2 separate regions of the Mus musculus genome follow, and region 1 is linked to region 2. A link is a contact called in public HiChIP or PLAC-seq data. All regions are on one chromosome and are shown on one strand. Each heading gives the region's core, a stretch centred on a gene start, on an enhancer-like site or on the middle of the called end of the contact. The rest is flanking DNA. Distances are from core to core; before and after follow the strand shown. Region 1 holds the start of Smox (spermine oxidase). Region 2 has its middle 51 kb from the start of Rnf24.

Region 1 (2,700 bases), core at 181-2,680, 88 kb after region 2:
GTTCCCTTTGGCTGGGACCATCAGAGCCACTTTTGCAGGGCTACCTCTTTCCAGGCCATATATATATATATATATATATATATATATATATGAATTATATATATAATTCAGTTTTGGGGATTGGCCCCAGAGCCTTGTCTATGTTGAGAAGTGTGTTCTGCTGTTGAGCCACATCTCTACTTCTTGCTTCTTTGAGGCAGGCTTTCACTGTGTGGCTCAGCCTGGCCTTGAAGTTGGTATGTAGCCAAGGCTAGCCTTGAACTCTGTACCCCCCCCCCCCCCACATGGCCTTCTGAGGCTGGGATCACGAGCATGTGATCCACATCCAGGATCTCTCCGGGCTGAACCTACAGCGACCTGTGCTCAGCATTGCCTGGTTCCAGGTTGAAATCAGGGGAGGGCCCCCTCCAGAGACACAGTTCGGAGTAGAGGCTCTGCGGCCACCAGGGGCTTGTATTCCCTCGGACCAAGTGTTGACCTGGTGTAGTACCAGCAAAACATACGAAAAAACAGATTAGGAGGTGCAGAGATGAATAAAAAATAATTTTCTTACTTTTGTGTGTGTGTGTGGAGGGGGAGAGTTGGGGGTGGTTCAAGACAGGATTTCTCTGTTTGACTCTGGCTGTCCTACACTTACTCTGTGGTTCAGACTGGCTTTGAACTCAGAGATCCACCTGCTTCTAGAGGGATTCCGCAGTGGTCCTAAACCTGTGGGTTACTATCCCTTAGGGTTCCAACGACCTTTCATAGGGGTCGCATGTCAGATATTTATTTATGTTTCAATTCATAACAGTAGCAACATTACAGTTACGAAGTAGCAATGAAATAATTTTATGGTTGGGGGGTCACTACAACACGAGGAACTGTGTGTCAGCATTAGGAAGCTGGAGAACCACCAGATTAAAGGCATGTGCCACTATTGCCCGCTAAAAAATAATTGATACCAATTAATTTTTTTTTGAAAAAAGGAAAAAGTGCCACCTAGTATTAACGTTGGCTTTTATTAAAAGTTTGAGGGTTTTACTAGGGAAATACACTTTTTAAAAAGGGCCACTTCAGGACATGGGCTGGGTACTGAGAGGATGTGAGCATTCTTTTCCTTTCACCTGAGGTTCCTGGTTCCCGCCGGCACCCACCTGAGACCTGCAGGACGAGAGACAGTCCAGGACAAGAGGGGCCCTTTCTTCTTTTCAAAAGGGCGGCAGAGTCTGGGTAAACTGAGGTGGGCGCAGCGCTCTGACAGTGCCGGAAGACCTCGTCTGCTTTGCAGGGCGGGGCGTCGCGGGGCTGGCTCTGTTTCTGGGCGGATAGGTGGGTGAGGCGTCCCTTTTGCGAGATAGGGGAGTGCAGGTGGCTGTGCCGCGGGCAACTCCAGGCTGGGTGGCCTCGGGCTCCCCGCCCCCGGTGGGCGGGCCCGGGGCGGAGCACCCAGGCGGGGTGGGCCGGGGACGCGAGGCGGAGCGGGGCCCCCGCACAGGCCCCGGCGGCTGGCTCGGCCCTACGGTCCCGGCGGCGGCTGCAGGAGGAAGCCCAGTGGCTGCGGAGGAGGGGAGGCGGAGAGGCCGAGGCCGCTCGCGAAGACGCTCCCGGGCTCCGCAAGGAAAGGTACCGTGCGGCCTCCCCGACCCGGGCTCGGACAGCCACCGAGCCTCGTAGGCAAGGGGCTCCCGATGGAGGCCGGCGGCGGGCGGTGGGCAGAAGAGGCTGCCCGGGCTGGCCGCGACCCCGGGGTCCGGGCCGCATCCTCCGGACGCCCAGCGCGGCGGCGCAGACAAAGCCGGCGAGGCACTCGGTCGGCCCGGAGGGTGTGCGCTGTGGAGGGGAGGGAACACAGCTTGCGGCGGCGGCGGCGGCGGCGGCGGCCCGGCGTCTGCCGGTCTCCTTGGGACAGCTGGAGGAGTGGGGAGCCGCTCTCCCGCGGGTTGCCCCGGGGCTCACAGGCTGCCCGGCTTGGCCGGAGCCAGGCTGACGAAGGGAAGGGAGCAAGTCGCTTCGCCGGGAAGGGGTGCCGAGGCCGGCCGCCGGCTTGGAGGTGGCGCGGCTGTGGAGCAGGTGAGCGGTGCGCGGACCTTTTGGGTCTTGCACCTGAGCAAACCGCGCCGTGGCTGGCCCTTTCGTGAGCCGTGCCCACAGGTTGTTGGAGGAGCCAACTGATAGTGGCACAGCACCGTCCCGCCTGGGGTCCACTTGGCCGAGCTTGTGGGGGAAACAGCAGGTGCTGAGTGGAGGTCACCCAGGCTGGGGGTAAAGAGAAGGTCAAGAAAGTGTTTGAATGGCCCTCATTTATTTGTGTTCTGCTACCTCTGTCCCTTTCCTCTTACAGAGGAAGGAGCATTACAGGGCTTGAAGGGCCGCGCTTCCTCCTGGGCCCTGTGACCATCCCTTTAGATGTCCCTGGCATTTCTTACCCAGCAGGTTTTGAGAACAGTCTTTGTCCGCCCTCGTCATTTCACAGTCTCCCTGTTTGGCTTTGAACCTCATCCCCCGTCAGCCAGGCACCCAATTCCCATCACAAGGATCTCCTCGGAAGTTCTGACTTTAAGCAGTGCCCCTAAGAAGCAGGCACCCTTTCCTTCTGCAGTCCATCCAGGGCCGCTCTAGCAGGTTTTGCTTGCCTTGCAGTGTCTTTAGAAAGCTCTGTCCTAGAGTTGTATCTTTCCCTGGGTGCCCCAGTTCCTCCCTTCTACCAGCCTGCCCTAG
Region 2 (2,700 bases), core at 86-2,585:
GGAACACCATAGATATCTAGCCACCTTCGGAAGTCATGAGTAAAAACATGTTAGTTGAGTACAAATGTTAAAGACAGAGCACTGAGCAAACTCTGAGTGTGTGGATGCTGGGGAGAGTAGTACGTCAGTCAGAGTCCTGGCAGGAAAACAGAAACCATTTAAACAGAGGCAATTAAGTGCACGTAGTCAGTTGTAGGGGTGATGAAGAGCCTGGAAGGTAGTCACGGCAGTCAAGGAAGTTAGCAATGGCATAGAAATTGTTACTGATCCTTTGAAGCAGGGAAGGACCTAGGACACTACTAGAAGCAGGGACCATATAGCTACTGGGTGACTGTAGCTCATGCTGTCTCCCTCCTTTGCCCTTCCCTCTGTCACTCACTGGTCACCAAGCTATGATCTGGTGTGAGCATGTGACAGCCAGCTCCTGCTGTATAGGCTGATCGGGGAAAGGTGAGAAGGCTTAGGCTCAGCTGAAGGGACATCATCTGGAGTAATGTCTGGAATGTTAGGTCACTGATTGGCATAAGGAGGGAGGGTGATAGTCTGGGTGCAGGCTTAAGGTATCTGAGAGGTATAGAATGTAGGGAGGATATTCCCTTAAGCCAGATTTGATACTGACTTTATAGCAGGCTTTGGCAAATATGTGTCACATAGTCTTGTTTTGCCTAAAAATAAAATGTAAAAACCATTCTTAGCTCCCAAGTGACATAAAAACCAAGTCACAGGCAGCCACAGCTGATCTGTGAGATCTAGTCTGCCAAGCTGATCTTGAATGACTTATTTATTTGAGATAGAGTCTCACTATGTTGCCCAGACTGGTCTTGAACTACTGAGGTTAGCAATCCCCCTGCCTCAGCTTCCCACAGATCTGGGGACTACACTTGGATACCACTCTGTCTCGGTGTTTTGGGTAGTGCCAGGGATCACAGCCAGTGCTTTGCACAGGCCAGGCAAGCACTCTGCCATAAAACCATACTCCCAGCCAGAAAGGACTGCTTCAGGACTGGAGTGGACAGGAGCCTGAGGGAGGAGACATGAAGGCCAGAATGGACGCTGCCGATACTCCTGGAGAGTAAGAGATGAGTCAGAGATGTAGAATGGGTGGGGCAAAGATAACCACCACTATGACGCCTAAGGTAGGTATAGAGGGATTTCCAAACAGACACATTAAATAGTCACCCAGTTAACTCGGACTTCCCAAGCAATCCCTTGCTTCAGAAAGCCAAAGGGAAGTCCTGCCATTCAGGGTGACATCTTCACTATAGCCTTCCTTCCTCACCCCACCTCTAACCTTTGTTCAGGCAGAATGGGTGGAAGAGCAGGTCTCCACACTTTCAGGAAGTGAAGAGTCAGGCTGCCAGTGACTCACTTACTGCTCAGTCTAGAATTCAGGGACCTCTTTCCTCTTGTCCTCATTTTCAAGCCTTGGCTGCTGTTCTAGGACAACAGGGGAGCCCTTCCAGCACCCTCCCGTGCTTTCTTATGGGATTTGGGTCCAAAGTAGAAATGAGAGATAGGCAAAGCTCTCATCTAGCCCTGGGCTCTGACGCCTGCTGCTAGCCCTTGCAGCGGCCTAATCACAGGCTGCTTGTGTCTGACAGGGCTGGGGAGTGTCTCTATGGTCTACTAGAAGCAGAGAAACGGGGCTCTAAGTGCTACTTTGGTAAGATGAGGAAGGCAGAGCCCACACAGGGTGCCTTGCCAAGCTGGTTGCTATTGTAGATGACTTGAAACTGGAGTTTCATGCAGCCGGGGCTCACTGAAGTTATGTAGCATCAAAAAGATAGGGAGGCTTTCATGGAACCCCTTCTAGATCTTTCTCATAGGCACTTAACTCAGGAACAAACTGAGAAGCAAAATTGACCTTAGTCACGTGGGGTGGCTTGTGACAGATGGAGAGCTGAAACTTGGAGTCTGTGGGTCTCAGGCCCCCCACTATGTTTTAGGCTGCTGTCATGAATCTTCTGGAATCTGCTCTTGCTGTCTCATAGGCTGACTCTACTCTTGCCCCAGGCTCCTGCTGTACTACTAACCACCATCCATATTCACTGCAGCTTCTCAGAGGCCAACAGGCAGGGAAGGGGAAGGAACCAATGCAAGGCCAACTGGTCCTGTCGGACCCAGGCACAAGGGTGAACAGGAGCCCGAGTAGAGCTGGGATCTTGGAGGTTGTCAACTGGTCAAGCATTTGTAGGAGGGAGTGTTTGGCAGAAGTAGAGCTAACAGGACAGAGGAAGCATGGAGGACACACAGGGGCTGAGTGATGCTCTGTGCAGGGCTGAGTGATGCTCTGTGCAGGGCTGAGTGATGCTCTGTGCAGGGCTGAGTGATGCTCTGTGCAGGGCTGAGTGATACTCTATGCAGAGCTGAGTGATGCTCTGAGCAGGGCTGAGTGATGCTCTGTGCAGGGCTGAGTGATGCTCTGTGCAGGGCTGAGTGATGCTCTGTGCAGAGCTGAGTGATGCTCTGTGCAGGGCTGAGTGATGTTCTATGTGGGGCTGAGTGATGCTCTGTGCAGGGCTGAGTGGTGCCCTGTGCAGGGCTGAGTGATGCTCTCTGTGCAGGGCTGAGTGATGCTCTCTATGCAGAGCTGAGTGATGCTCTGTGCAGGGCTGAGTGGTGCCCTGTGCAGGGCTGAGTGATGTTCTATGTGGGGCTGAGTGATACTCTATGCAGGGCTGAGTGGTGCTCTATGCAGGG

What was found. HiChIP or PLAC-seq counts read pairs in DNA pulled down with a chosen protein or histone mark.
Region 1: an H3K4me3 HiChIP or PLAC-seq map of intestinal villus epithelium shows a contact between it and region 2, with 5 read pairs. The contact joins the promoter of Smox here to the enhancer-like site in region 2. A contact is called at or near these places in 8 of 39 promoter capture datasets (the 3T3-L1 cell line, 3T3-L1-derived adipocytes, the C10 cell line and 5 more), 3 of 15 datasets of contacts at CTCF or cohesin (the NIH/3T3 cell line and large pre-B cells), 16 of 484 Hi-C or Micro-C datasets (the C10 cell line, the CH12 cell line, the F1.1 cell line and 11 more), 10 of 115 datasets of contacts at active chromatin or transcription factors (bone marrow-derived macrophages, craniofacial prominence, double positive thymocytes and 6 more) and 2 of 9 other capture datasets (adipose tissue and embryonic stem cells).

What each region holds. Positions count from the first base shown.
Region 1 is chr2:131,490,432-131,493,131 of GRCm38.p6, forward strand. It overlaps Smox (spermine oxidase), which reads left to right and starts at 1,431. Exons shown (of 7, transcript NM_145533.2): 1 at 1,431-1,605. Gm30679 reads right to left here and starts at 1,845. Exons shown (of 2, transcript XM_030252306.1): 1 at 1,137-1,845. The coding sequence starts at 1,743.
Region 2 is chr2:131,403,011-131,405,710 of GRCm38.p6, forward strand. No RefSeq gene overlaps it. Among named protein-coding and RNA genes, the nearest start is that of Rnf24, 51 kb to the left of the region's middle. Within about 2 kb of position 1,336, at least 58 of the 459 cell types and tissues checked have an H3K27ac peak or open chromatin away from gene starts, as enhancers often do. A contact at or near this core is called in embryonic fibroblasts, intestinal villus epithelium and pancreatic cancer cells, where this site is marked.